Linked DNA regions of Sus scrofa: regions 1 and 3 are each linked to region 2. The links are chromatin contacts, called in public HiChIP or PLAC-seq maps. All regions are on one chromosome and are shown on one strand. The core of a region is the stretch at or near the end of the contact, and the rest is flanking DNA. Distances in the headings are between cores, read along the strand shown.

Region 1 (4,550 bases), core at 1,366-3,865, 350 kb before region 2:
CCAGCTCCAGCCTGGTCACCGGTGGTGGAGGAGGAGCAGGACAGGGACTGAGGATCAGCACAGGCAGCCCCAGGCACAGCCACCCACTCCTCCACCCCTGGCAGCACTGAGGCCCATCATCAGGCGCTAATTAAATCCCCCTAATGAGAAAATAAGGATGCAGGAGCTGGCTCCACCATGGCCTCCCCGGCCCACCGCCCTCGCCTCTCCATTGGACTTATCGCTCGTCACAGGATGTTTACAATAATTTTTAATTTGTGCAATTATTAATCACTTTTCTATCTGCCTCATTTGCATAATAATTAGTCATCTCACTGTTTGGCATGCCTGTGAATGACAGTGTTTTAAATTGAATTAAGATTTTAATATTCTATTTTCCTGCTTTCTTCCCCCTCCACACGCTAATCAAAGTCAGATTTGGCAGCCAGAGGGAGGGTGTGGGGGGAGGTTGGCAGGCACTGGACTTGGCCCACTCTGTGCTCCTGAGAACCATGTGGGAGGAGGGCCCGCCTGGAGAAGGCAACGGCAACCACCACTCACGCCGAACCCAGCACTTGAGAGGTTAAGCCAGCCTTGCCTAATCAGTAGAGCTAATGAGTGAGGAGTGGGCAGAGGCACTGGGAGGAAGGGGTCCTACCGGCCCAGTGGCTCCAGAGATCAAAAAAGCACTTTCATTTTTTTTTCCCCCAAACAGGCTACTTTTTGCCAGGGAAGTTGGAAAGCACATTACAAGCCTGTAATTGATCCCCGGTTACTAGTGGAGGTTAACTTTGATGGCTCAGGGTTCCCCAGGTAGAGAAGCAGGCTGCAGCGCTGTCGTTCTTCAGATGGACCGAGAAAACAAATCTCTGCAGCTGAGGCGGGTTCCCCCCTCCCCACTAGAGCCACCGCTGCTCCACACACCAGCAGGGCCTCTGCCCAGGCTCCCAGGCTGGCAGCTTTGCAGCCCGTGCCAGGGGGTGTTTGGTTTCCACCGACCAGGGGCAACAAACCGACGGGGGCTGGGGTGGGGGGGCCCACACTGCCTTCTGTCAGGGGGCTTTAGCGGGCTTCTCTTTCCTTCTCACCCTCACCCCTTCTCTGACCACCCCAGGAATTCAGCTCCAAGCCCACCTCCCCACCGCTTGTTGCCATAGTAATCCCGAGGCTGCCCTGGATACCCACTGCTGCTCCAGAATTCTCAGCTTAAGCAGGCCGCTCACCCCGCAGCCTGCTGAGAACACCTCCCCTTTGCCACTGCTGAGGACAAAAGGCGAGGAGCGGGGGCATGATCACCTGCACGTGGTCTGCAAAGTCAGACACTGGCCTCTCCCTTCAGGTGAGGAGGGAGAGAGAAGGTGGTGGGAGAGAAGGGGGGCAGGGCAAACTCCACGCAGCAACCAAGGTCTCCAGGGCCAGGAGAGGGGGAAGGCCCCAGTCCTACCACAGAAACCCCCTCCTCCGGCCAGGAGCAGGGTCTCCCAACTCTGCCTTAGGGCCCAGGGAGGGAAGTCCCCTGAGTGGGGAAGAGGAGAGTGGGGTCTGGCTGTCGGATTTAGAGCTGGGTGAGAGGACGGAGCCCTGCTGCTTTGAAGGGTCCCATGGCTGGTCCAATTCCCCTCCTGCAGGTCAGTCAGCAGGCAGAGATGTTCCAGGCATTGCAGTAGTCCCCTCTGGTACAGAGTAGCCCTGGGCTGACCCTGGAGGCTGCCAGTCAAATGCTAACCACCTAGGGAGGCACCAGTCTCGGGAGCTGGTAGTACTAGCAGCCGCTTGCTAAGTCTTTGCCTGAAGGGGCAGGACCAAAGCGGCCAGATTCAGGGGAGGTGCCATCATCCCAGGAACTATGGGGAAAAACTAGGCCTCGGGGCTTCTGGCTGTGTCCTCAACCCTAACTCGAGGGTGCTCATGGCCCTCCTATCCCACTGTAAACGGGGCTCAGAGAAGCCAGACTCTGCCCTCTGCTACACTGTCACTCGGGGGACACCCAGCTCTTACACCCCAGACTCTTCCTCCCACAGCCCAAGTGGTAGTCAAGGGAGCCCTGTAGGCAGTGAGACCTGCACATATAACTAGTGCTGCAGCAGCCTCTGCTGGCCCACCCCCACCTCCCAACTTGACCTCAGGCTGGAATAAGGCAGCTGCCCCTCAGAACCATGCTCACCATGAGTTCCAGTCATTGACCTGGAAGAGACCTGGTTTACACCTGCTGTCTTGGCATAATTATGAATAGCGTGAGCACACACACACACACAAAACACCGTTTGGTCTCAGAAGTGTGTCCTGGTTCAGATGATAAATTAAATGGTGTCTCTAATCACAACCAAGTTCAAGGTCCCAGAGGGTCTGGGAAGAAGGCAGAGAAACTTCAAGCATGGAGACAGCAATGGTCTCTACACCCCCACCCAGAGGTGAAGTTTAAGCAACTCAGAGCCCCTGCCCTGGGCAAGAACAGAGGCATCTAGATATCCTGCTTAGGGATAGAGGGGAAGCAGATTTTTCCCTTGAGGGGAAATACTGGACAGAAGGAAGCAAAAGATAATAGAAGAAAACTCAGCAAAAGGGTAGGAGCCCTGAGCCAGTAAAGTGCTATCTCTACATGTGTCCAGCAGGTGGCAACACAGAGCAGTCTGAAGCCTACCATCCCCACTGCAGCAGGGCCGCCCAATCCAGCTGGTTGCCTGGTTTGGCTCCAGGGTGTGGCCTCTGACTTCCTCAAAGCCTATCTAGATTGCAAAGCCTCTCTCCCCGCTTTATTCTACACCCGCTTTTCCCCAGCCGACTCCCTAGCCTGAATTGCAAAATCAATAAATTAAGATATTACACACACATACACCCCTCAACCTAAGAGACAAGGAAGAGAAGAGAAAGCAGTCAAACTGGGGATAGTGGGACTCCTGGATCCCTTCTTATGCTGCTGCCTGGTTGATGCTCTTAGAGAACCCGTTCTTCTCCACCCATCTGGGTTGGGATACCTGAGTACAGAAGTGTAGGGACCACTGTGTTTCTTGGTGTGGTGGGAATGTAGTCATAGAAATCAGGGAATTTTTATGTTCTGTCATTTGGAAAAGTTAATGCAAGTTGTCTGCAAAGTCACACACAAATGCACATTCTCTTCAATAGTGGCATCATGGGGACTCACACTGTAGTAACTACTCCACAGAGTCTGGCGAGATTAGTGGGGGAGGAAATTGGCTGGTGCACAAGGGTTTTCCAGCACTGCCTTCCCACTCCTAGTCACCACCACCGCCTCTACCACCCCCAGCTCCACCCCCACCCCACCCCCCACCAGAAAGCACATAGCCAGACCCTGATGGAGGCCGAGGAAGTCACGCCCTGCACTCACGCGTCTCCTGGTCTGGTTGGTTGGCCCTAGGGCCTCAGACCCACACTTGCACCATTTTCCCTCCAGCATAATGCCAAGACTCTCCTACCATGTAGCTGAGGCCAAACTGGGATTTTTTTTATCCCTCTTTTCTCCATGCAGGAGAGGATTAGTGAAAAGGAAAAATAAGAACCACGAAATCCTTACAGATTTCAAAAATGCCCCCCAACATTTGCACATCACTTGCTGAGTTCTGGAAGTTCACATTCGTCCAGGTCTTACCTGCAATGGGCCCTCACCTTAGCACTTAGCTGAATTCAGCAAATATGTATTGTCTCCTCTAGGCGAGGCTCTGTGCTGGATGCTGGAGACTGTGGTCTCTGCCTTTAATAAGCTCTAAGCCAGGCGAGGGAGAAAAATATACCACATTCACTGTAAAAGAAAGCGATTTATACTAGAGTCAGTTATGAGCAAGTATTGTGGGGTGAGCCCAAAGAGGAAGCATTTCATTCAGCCCGTCTGTCCATGGCGAGGGAGCCAGGGAGAACTGCACAAAGGGAATGGCATCTGAGCTGGGCCCTGAAGGTGAGTAAGGTTCTGCTGGGGGTTGGGGGTGGGGAGAACAGGGCAGAGGCAGAGGCTTGGAAAAGCACAGTGGCCTGAACGAGTGTCATTGGACCAAGGGGAGTGAGAAGTCCTGAAGTGCAGGGGAGGGGCCCACAGGGGCAGGGCCTCAAAAGACCACTGAGGAGACTCGACACATCCTGCAAGCACGGCCGTGTCCTCAGTCTGCCTCCCATGTGATCCAGAGGCCACCCTATCCACAGTCTCCCTGATGACTCTGGGATAATCCCACCTCCCACACCCTTTTCCCACAAAAGCCACAGGCTCCCTGTCGCTGGGCCCAGTTGGCTGGGCAAAGCCATGCCATGAACATCTGAGAGGAGGTCCATGTGCTAATGAGGCCTTCACCTCATGTTGCAGACGTGACAATCAACTACCCAGCTCAACAGAGGGAGGGGGCACCTCCCTTACTCTGTTCTCACCCAGGGTAACACTCTCAGACTCATTCATTCCTTCACTCATTCACAGAGCATAGGCTTTGGTAGCTCTGTAGTCTTTAGCCTCAGTTTCCTCATCTACAAAATGGAAATACTAGCACCAACATGTTGGATTTTTATGAGGTTAATGTATGGGAGGCACAGTCCACAGTAGCACTAAATAAATGAAAGCTATTAGTTTTGAG
Region 2 (4,497 bases), core at 118-2,617:
TGAAGACCACAGAAAAGTGCTAAAGATATTTCCTCCAAAAATGAATTTTCTATGGGTATGGATATGGCTTCCTAATTGACCTTGGCCAACTTCACCACTACAGCCCCACAAATCCCTTGGGAACCAAAGGGCCCAATGAGTGGGTTCCTCATACACCTCCTCAGTCACCAGCCTTTCCCCTCATCACTCAGAGCCCTCCCTGGGTTCTATAAAGCTCACAATCCGGGACCCTCCAACAACTAAATATAACCAGCAATCCAGCGTTCCCAAATTGTTTAACCCCTAAATACCTAGTGCCACCATAAACCTAGGACACACCGCCACCACCGCCTCTGTTCCCTGATCCCCTTCCTGTGGAAAAGCAAAGTAATTTTTTCCTCCTTATTTCCCAGTTTTTTTCATCTCCTCCTCCAATAATCTTATCTGTCCTCAGACCCTCATTCCCACCACCTATCAGTCTTGGACGACCAAATGCTGACTGTTGCCTCTGTCATAAGGTACCAGGTCCCTCATATCTCCCAGCGCCCCCCCCCTGCGCCCACCACATACCCCCAGTATATGTCCCAGCCATCGTGGGTCCCCCTCGTCATCCCACGTCTGCCAGTTTTACCCTTGTTTTCCCCCATCTCTTGGTCCACATTTCCTATTCCCCTGCCTTCATTCCCTTAGGATTTCCTAATTGCTGGTTCCAGAGTCTTCTTAGCTTACTGTCTCCAGGCTCCGGGAGAGTTCCAAACCTCTTCCTTCCAATCATCCCTTCTACTATCCTCCGTACAGCTCTCGGAGCCCCCTCCCCAACCCCGGCTCCCTAGTTCCCCAGGTCCCCGTGATCACTGGCTCCCTGCGTCCCCTTGCCGTGCAGTTACCCTCTCCTGGGTACCCCGGTGTCCCCCACCTTCTGCTCGCCCTCTCCTCACTCCCGCCCGGCAGCCCCCTACCCGTTTTCCCGGTCCCCAACGCTCTCCAATTTCCAGAGCCCCGCTCGCCGCGCCGACCCCTCAGCCTCCGTGTCGCGGGGCTCTCCTGCCCCCGCCACACTTGGACGGTCCCGGGCCGCGCAGCTTCCCCGCCGCCCGGTCCCCCCAGCGCCACTACCTTGGCCTTGGTGACGAGGTGCGTGGCCCTCTTGACCACAGCGAAGTTGCCCTTGCCGATGGTGCGGTCGATCTCGTAGTAGCCGATGCGGGCAGGCACCGGCCCGCGGGAGGCCGGGGCTGGAGGACGCGGCGGGCCAGCCGCCGGGGGCACTGCAGCGGGGGCGGCCGGGGGCCCCGGGGCGGGCGGAGGCAGCAGGCGACCTGCTGGCCCGGCTCCCCCAGCTCCGGCCCCGGCAGCCCCGCCAGCTCCGCTCGCCGCCGCCGCCGCCATCTTGTTGTGCAGTGAAACCTCCGGGGCCGCGGGTAGCCGGCGAGGGGGGTGGAGGGAGCAGGGGGGCGGGAAAAGGAGGGGGAGCGGCGGACGTCACTCCGGGAGGCGGAGCGCCCGCGCCGCCTGGGCCCGGCGCCATGGCAACCGTTGGTCACGTGCCGACGCGCGTCACTGCCCAGAGCCATGGCAACCGTGACCTCACCGGCGAGCTCGACCTTCCCGCGTGGGCCGGGTTCCTCCGGCGCCGGCTCCCGGGTGCCCCCCTCCCGGGAGGAGACAGTGGGCACCGCAAGTGTGCCAGCGGGTTCCAAGCCGCCGCAGCATTGCCCGAGTTGAGGGGGTGCTTTTGCCCGACCCAAAGCCTGCCCTCGATCCCCCTGGAACCGCTAATGTGACCCCGACTATGACCTCTGTCCCAGTTCAGCAATCACTCAGCCTCCTTAAAACAAAATATTTCCTCATCACCAAAAATATTAGCACTGTCCCATTTTAGCCCTTGAGGCCCCAAAGGCAGGAATAGCTACAGTATTGAAGCAACTGTACCCAAGTCGGTAGAGACAGGGGAATTCTTCAGTAAAATTCCTACCTCTTACAAAACCCAGCTCACCCAGTACAACCAATCTAATTGTCACCGAATAGAGAGGAATTGGGAAACTAGGATTTGTGTGTTCAAGGGCGGAGAAACCAGCCCAAACACGCATTCCAGTCGTTGGGTGGGTGAGGACCCAAGCAGGGAGGTCATTTTCCTTCCTCCCACCCTGTCTCTGAACAATTCTATAGCTAGATGACTGTCAAAGTGCCTGCGCCCTATTTCTGTCACTTGTATAACCCTGATGAAGCAGTGGTGGCATTGTCCAGTGAGTCACGTCATGGTTAAAGACAATCCGGTCTGTTGGGCGAAATAAATAAGTAAATAATAAAATTAAAATTTCACCCTTACTAGCGACTCTCCAAGGACGTTAAAGGTGATCAAATGTATAATTCCAACAGTAAATCTCATATATGTTTTTCTTCCCTCATCTTTTATCTTCTATCCGTTTCCCTCCAGAGCTTTCACTAGCTCCCAAGTTCCCCATACCCTCACTTCCTGGCTCCCTTTATTAACTAGATTGGCTTTAACAGCTTCAGTTGGGGCCCGGGAGGGGTAGGAGACTGAGCTTTCAAAAACAAGGTGGTCTTGGCAGGTTGACGGTTGGGGGGTGGGGAGACCATGAACACCAATGTTAAAATGTATTCCTTCAGTCCAGTCCTGATCCCTCCACATCTGCGTCTCTCTCAAAGGCAAAAGTGTGTTGTCAGGTCACTGCCTGTACGCTATTAAAAGCTGACACCCAGGACCCTGTGAATGTGTGAGAAGCAGAGCGCCTATTTACTTTCTCTGAACCAAAGATATTTACTAGCTCTCTGATTCCCCATCGGACTATGAGTAATAGCTGGGACTAGGACGGGACAGAGAGGTCATTCCACACTGCCTTGGATCAATTCCCTGGTGGCTGTTCCAAATTGCTAACACAATTAACACTAATTGGCTCCTTTACTAGCAAATAAGGATGAGGATGAAGTGGTCCTCAGCTTCGTGCACTGGTTTAAGCGCTTTCGCTGGTCGAGCTTATTTAATCCCAGATAAATGATGGCATGTGGCCAGCCTCTCTTACACTTCCACTCGACTCTCCTGCCTCTAGCTGGGACTGTACATTAACTTTTGGTGCCCAGGGTCCCAGTTTTACCATCTCCCTGGAGAGAGGGGGAGATAAAGTTCTCACCAGGATAGTTAGCTGGCTGGTAAGGCAAGGGAAAAAATCTTTTGCTCTGGGGACTGCAGAAGCAGCACCCCATTCTCAGAGTGACTTTACATCCTCTCCTCCACTCACGGAGTTCCATTTGAACATCAAGTACGGCAACTTCTGCTGCTCTCTGGAGGTTGTCAAAAATGAAGAAGCCTCTGGGGAGAAACTAGAAAATGGAGCATTGGTCTAACTTCCCAAGAGAAGAGGAAGTTCACTCTTGTCCCTAATAATGACCAGAATGTGTATGCTGTGAATTATGTGATTTAAGCTCTGTGCCTATATGGATTGAGGCCAGTAGGTGGTATATCCTATTGAGACTTGGACAAAGACTTGCTGCAGATCTCCCTTAAAAGTCCTCTTTGGTGAGAAGAACATAGAAAATTAGGTAGGGGGTGATCCACGATGATCATCCGGGGGGGGGAAAGGGGAAAACAGCTTAGATGTGTGCTTTTAATTATTTATTGAATACGAAGGACTGAGTTAAGTTTGGGGAGGAACTCACAGTCAATAACAACAATGTGCCAGGCACTATGCTAAGCAGTTTACATAAATCAATTTACCTAATCCTCAACAAGCCTTAAGGAACCCTGTATATTATATTCTCATTTTGCAGATAAGGAAAATGAGGCACAGAAGAATTAAGGAAACCTGCTACAGTCATAGTGCTAGAAAGTAGTAGAATGAGGATTCAAACCCAGGCACCCTACCTCTGGAACCTGAGATCTTCCCTACCAGGTTTTTTGTTGTTTTTTTTTTTCCTGTCTTTTTAGGGCGACACTCATGACATATGGAAGATCCCAGGCTAGGGGTAGAATTGGAGCTATAGCTGCCGGCCACAGCCACAGCCACAGCAACACCAGACCCAAGCCGCGTCTGTGACTTACACCACAGCTAATGGCAATGCTGGATCCTTTAACCCATGGAGTGAGGCCAGGAATCAAACTCTTATCCTCATTGGTACTAGTCGGATTCATTACTGCCGAGCCACAATGGGAACTCCAATTCTCTACTGGATTATAAACCATGTCAAGCTAGGAGCTAATAGGAAAAGTAGTTTCTCCATAGACCTAAGGTGACTGAGCTCAGTTTAGACCCAGGGAAGAAGACATTTTAGAGTTCTCGAGAACAGGACAGTGTAGGCATCAAACCACATCAATAGTGACAGATTGGGAGTTCCCGCCGTGGCACAGCAGAAATGAATCCCCATCTAGGAACCATTGCAGGTTCAATCCCTGGCCTCGCTCAGTGGGTTAAGGATCCAGCGTTGCCATGAGCTGTGGTATAGGTAGCAAATGCAGCTCAGATCTGGCATTGCTGTGGCTGTGGTATAGGCCAGCAGCTG
Region 3 (4,817 bases), core at 339-2,838, 290 kb before region 2:
AGCTCCAGGCAGCGACTTCCGGCTTTTGAGCCGCTCGTGGCCCCGCCCCTTCCTCCGGCACTTCCGCCAGTTCCAGTCCCGCCCTCTGTAAAAGAAGCCGCAGACTCTGGGCCCCCGGGGGACCGTACCTGACAGTTTGAAGTTGCTGGGATTATTTGGTCCTGACTTCCATAGCCTGCCAGATCCAGGCTTTGCCACAACCTCCTAGTCCCTCAATCACTCTCCCTTTCTGTTCTTCTCACTCCCTATTTCTGTCCTCATAAACACCTGCCCAACTTATAGTCTCAAAGACATGGCCCTCGTTTTTATTCTCACCCCCTCATGCCAGCACATCCGACCCCAACTGACTCACAACTGACTCATGGTTTCCTAACAAACAACAACAAAAACACCTCTTTTAGGGGGTAAACTTTCCTTTCCAGCCCCTCCTCTCCCTTACCTCTCTCCCAGTTCTGTTGCTCAATCTAGGGTGTCAGGGGAGAGGTCCAGTCTTGCAGGCAGGACGAAGCCAGATCCAGGGGGGGTCTGAGCTATAAGGGAGTGTGGCCATACGGCAAACTCTGTGTGGAGTGGGCTGAACCAGAAGAAAATAATGCTGCATGGGAAGTTCCAAAAGTACTAGACTGGATGTGCTTACCCTTTCCTCTTCCCTTCACTTCACCCACTCTTATTAATTCAGACTTCCCATGGATGTATAAGGAGCTTGGTTGCCCCCAAGTGAATCTGTATATGGGGGATGGGGAGTTAAATTTGGGATCCCAAGAGGGTCAGTCATAACAAGAGTGTCAGTCATAAAAAGAGGCGTGCAAAATCTGGAACAGCAGGGACAAAGACCAGCCACCTCAGGAGCCTGCACCCCATGCGCACCATCCTTTGGTAAGCAGGTGGGTGAACAATGCAGGTGTAGGGGAAGGGTCTCTAACTCAGGCACACCCCAGGCATGACAGACAGCTGTCAGCTCAGCCAGAGGAACACGCTCTGACGGACCTGGACTGGGAGGCGGGACGGGAGGGGGGGGATGTCAATGAGAAAGTGCAACGAGGGATTGGAGGGCAGTGATGGTTGTGCTTTGGGGATGGTGGTGAGGCCACTGCTCTCAGACATAGTCCAAATGAGAGTCACACCAGATAAATAAGCTTCCATCATAGGCATCTATTGCAATTGTGTCAGAAGTCTAGACTTCAGTCTGGGAGTCAGGAGAGAGGGGTCAGTGATGGGGAGGACACACAGGAGGCTCCCCAGAGAGTTTAAGAAGCCCCCACAGTCTGAAGGGCTAGGTCAGCTGTTTATTTATTTATTTTTTTTCCCATGCCCCTGTGGCATGTAGAAGTTCCTGGACTAGAGATCAAACCCAAGCCACAGCAGCAACCCAAACTACTGCAATGACAACACTGGATCCTTAACCCACTTCACCAAAAGAGAAGAACTAGGTCAGCTCTTTAGATGTAGTGTTATATAAGGAAATCCAGGCTCCAGTCCCTCCCATCACAACCCATACCATTTGTTTTCACCAGCATCGGCCAACAGGGATATTTATACACACACACACTTCACATGTTCTCTCCATCACAGTTTCTTCCTTCTTCCCTTCTCTTCCCCCAACAGAAGCTGTCATGGCAGCAGCCCTGGGGAGAAAAGAGCCGCTCCCTGTGGACCAGCTCTAGCAGTGGCCACCAGGTGGCCAGTAGTGATCAGAGCCAGGCCCAGGGATGAAGAGGCACAGGCTTCCAGCACCATGGCAACAGGCTTGCACCAGGTAATTACCTGCACAAACAATGCCTCTTTCCCTCCCCAGTCCCACCACCCAGAACGGAGCGACTCAGGAGGATTCCCAAATGAGCACCGGGAGCCGGGTTTGCAAAGGCTGGTGAGTGTAATGCATCTGGAAGGGGGAAGTGCAGGAGGCTGGATAGCGTAGAACAACGCCCATTTGGTGGCTTCAGCTGGCCTGTGCAGAACCCTCCACCCTCTGCCCAACAGGCCACTGGCAAGGACTGAGCCATGCTTGGGTTGTGGACTCCCCAAACAAGGCTCTGGGATGTGGGCAAAGTAGACCCTTAGGGCTCCCCCAGATGGTCGAGCCCACGGTCGTGAAGGCTGTAGTTGATGTCTTCCCACAAATCGTCGAGACGGGCCTGCAGCTCGCTCAGGGCCTTGCTTCGGTCTGCTTGAAGGAACTCTGGAGCAAACGAGCTGTGGCCTGGAGGAGGCGGCGCTAGCTGCTGCTGGACCTGCTCGGTCTCTTGGTCAATGGCGCGGGTGAAGGCGGCGATCTGCAGGAAGGTGTCGTGGCGGAAAGCCTGGAGTCGCTGGCGCACCTCCTGAGACAGCGCCTGGGGGTCAGGTTGGGCCTCTTCCTCCGCACCATCCGCAAAGGTGCTGGCAAAGGTGCTGAGCTCCTCACGCAGCTGGTCCAAGTTTTTCTGAATGTGCGCGTGCAGGGCCTTGGCCTTCAGCGTGAGCTTGTGCGAGAGCATCTGCACGCAGCGGCTGAGGCGCGCGGGGCTGGCAGCGGCATGTGGTGCCACGCTGCGGTGCAGCTCCTGCACGTGGTGCCCAATGCCGGTCACCAGGCGCTCGGCATAGGGGTGGAAGAGCGCCTTGACGCGGCTGGTGTGGTGCACCACGCGGTTCTGCAGCTCCTGCAGCAGGCCCCGCGCCTCCTCCACACCCCCCAGCAGCTGGGCCTTGGTGTCCTCTCCGACCACGCGCAGCTGCTCCTGCAGGTCCTGCACACGCAGGGCCACCTGCTCCATCAGCTCTGTCGTGTAGGGCTGCAGCTGCTGCCGCAAGCCCTCCAGATTCCAGCTCACGCGCTCATGCATCTCCGTCATGTAGGGCTCCAGGCGCTTCCTCACCTCCTCCAGCTCCTTCTGCAGCTGCTGCCGCATGCCCACTGGGTCTTGTGGGAGCCCATTCAGGGGACCCAGCTTTTCCAGGAACTTGTCCATATTGTTGAGGTTTTGCTCAAGGCTGTCTTTCAGTCTCCTGGGGAAGGAGACAAACGGGCCATCGGTCTGGAGCCCTCCGCCCCCCTCTCTTTTGGCCCCAGAGACCTCTCTCACTGGTCCTCTGGGGGAACCAAGAGTGAGGGCCTTGGGGGCAGAGCCTGGGCCCACTGCCACTCCCCTCACAGGGAGTAAAAACACATGGCGATGCATATGGAGACTAGCTCTGTGCAAGAAAAGCACGGAGGCACCTATATTCTCACACAATCCTTTCATTCTGAAGGCTGCAGTTGGGGGTCCTCTCCCTCGCTCCCTGGTGCCATGCCTCAGCGAGCAAGGAGGCAACACTAGGGAGAGGTCCAGGCGGGGCTGCTGCCTGCAGAGAGTCCTAAACAGCCCAGGAGGGCCAGGATAGCGGGCAGAACTAGCCCTGCTCTGTTCTCATCCCAGGGAGGACCACGGAGGTTGAGGAGTTGGGTAGTGCATCATCCCACCAACAGGTGTCTCCTCTCTTCGCCCACATCCCTTGCCCTGGCCACTCACGTGGGCTCCTGTGCCAGCTTCTGCTGCTGGATCTGCTCCACCCTGCCTTTGTTCCCGCTGCTCTGGCTGAAGTAGTCCCAGAAGCCTTTCCCTGCCTGGGTGGTTGAAAGCCCTGTGGAAAGAGGTGGGGTGAATAGGAGCTGGGTTTCCTTCCCCAGGATCCAGCCTCCACCCACACCTCCACCTGAAGTCAGGGATGGAGACCCACCTGAGAGGAGGGCCAGCACCCAGGTCAGAACTACAGCCACGCTTGCCATGATGTGCTCTGAAAAGAAAGGCAAGTGGAGGCCTAGCAAGGGTGAGGAAGCAAAGCAGGGACATCTCTCAGGAGACTTGCCCCAGGAAGCCCTGCCCCAAATCTGTTAACCCTTCCCTGAGGTGTAGGGAGCAGAGAGATATCAGGGCAAAGAGGACTGACCTGGGTGAGCCTGGCTGGGAAGGAAAGAGTGGCTTCCTGGGGTAGGTGGGGGCTCCTTTTTCACCTCAATCACGTCATATGGAATGTGGACCTCAAACTATTCTGTAAAGGTTCCCCCTCTAACACCCTCCTCCCAGACCCCAGGAGCAGTTCCTGGGGCACTTCTGCCACTGCTCCCTTGCTCACTTACTCCTGCCCCCATTTCATGGCTGGGAAAACTGAGGTATCCTGGGGTGGGGGAGAGAAGCCACTCTGCCAAAGTGCTCCAACAGGAGGTCCTTAGTTCATAGTTCCCACCCCCAGCTCTCTGCTGAGACCCCTCGGTCCCCTTCATTAGGACTCCAACCCGAATCCTTTGCCCTGGCTGCTCACCTGCTCAGTTCTGGGCACAGAGAGCAGACATTCTGCTTTATAGTCCAAGCCTGGGCCTCTGGCAGCAATTGAGTAAATACCACGTGGAGGGTCAAAGAAGGATGACCTCAGTTGCCTCCCAGGGCTCACCTCCCTCCCTTTCCTGGCACCCAGGGGGTTAATGAGTGCCCTAGTATCTGGGTGCCCCCCCCTCCAGTAAAAAATTGCTTCCTGGAAAATTCTACAAGGAGTGGACCTGAACACATCACCCAGTCCCCCCCAAGCCCCACGACCTTCAAACATCCTGCGGACCTGCTGGCCTGTTTGTCTGCTGAGGGCCCTGCTCTTACTCAACTGCCCAGACGCACTATAACCCAGCCAGATGGGGACAGTGCCCAGCTGCCAGCCTGAACCTGAGCAGCTCTTGACAGTTCCACCACAGGCTACTCAGGCAGTCTGGGAAGAGCCATAATTCATAGCTTTAAAGACCAGCCCACCTCCCACTTTATGAAATATTCCTGGAACAAGCTGGAAGTTGATAGGATGAAGATGACATA

What was found. HiChIP or PLAC-seq counts read pairs in DNA pulled down with a chosen protein or histone mark.
Region 1: a contact with region 2 is called in an H3K27ac HiChIP or PLAC-seq map of alveolar macrophages. The contact joins the enhancer-like site here to the promoter of SIK3 in region 2. A contact is called at or near these places in 4 of 5 promoter capture datasets (fetal liver, fetal skeletal muscle and liver), 8 of 47 Hi-C or Micro-C datasets (embryonic fibroblasts, epiblast stem cells, fetal liver and 5 more) and 2 of 2 datasets of contacts at active chromatin or transcription factors (alveolar macrophages and skeletal muscle).
Region 3: a contact with region 2 is called in an H3K27ac HiChIP or PLAC-seq map of alveolar macrophages. The contact joins the promoter of ZPR1 here to the promoter of SIK3 in region 2. A contact is called at or near these places in 4 of 5 promoter capture datasets (fetal liver, fetal skeletal muscle and liver), 6 of 47 Hi-C or Micro-C datasets (blood, embryonic fibroblasts, heart right ventricle and 2 more) and 2 of 2 datasets of contacts at active chromatin or transcription factors (alveolar macrophages and skeletal muscle).

Annotation. Positions count from the first base shown.
Region 1 is chr9:44,117,201-44,121,750 of Sscrofa11.1, forward strand. It overlaps BUD13 (BUD13 homolog), which reads right to left. Exons shown (of 10, transcript XM_021062876.1): 10 at 3,630-3,736. The coding sequence ends at 3,691. Among named protein-coding and RNA genes, the nearest start is that of BUD13, 46 kb to the right of the region's middle. Within about 2 kb of position 2,616, at least 10 of the 83 cell types and tissues checked have an H3K27ac peak or open chromatin away from gene starts, as enhancers often do. A contact at or near this core is called in alveolar macrophages, where this site is marked.
Region 2 is chr9:44,470,322-44,474,818 of Sscrofa11.1, forward strand. SIK3 (serine/threonine-protein kinase SIK3) reads right to left here and starts at 1,368. Exons shown (of 25, transcript XM_021062877.1): 1 at 1,096-1,368. The coding sequence starts at 1,368.
Region 3 is chr9:44,176,549-44,181,365 of Sscrofa11.1, forward strand. It overlaps ZPR1 (zinc finger protein ZPR1), which reads right to left and starts at 1,589. Exons shown (of 16, transcript XM_003129875.4): 1 at 1,499-1,589; 2 at 440-574; 3 at 1-85. APOA5 (apolipoprotein A5) reads right to left here and starts at 3,759. Exons shown (of 3, transcript NM_001159308.1): 1 at 3,700-3,759; 2 at 3,492-3,603; 3 at 1,286-2,988. The coding sequence starts at 3,748. The coding sequence ends at 2,058.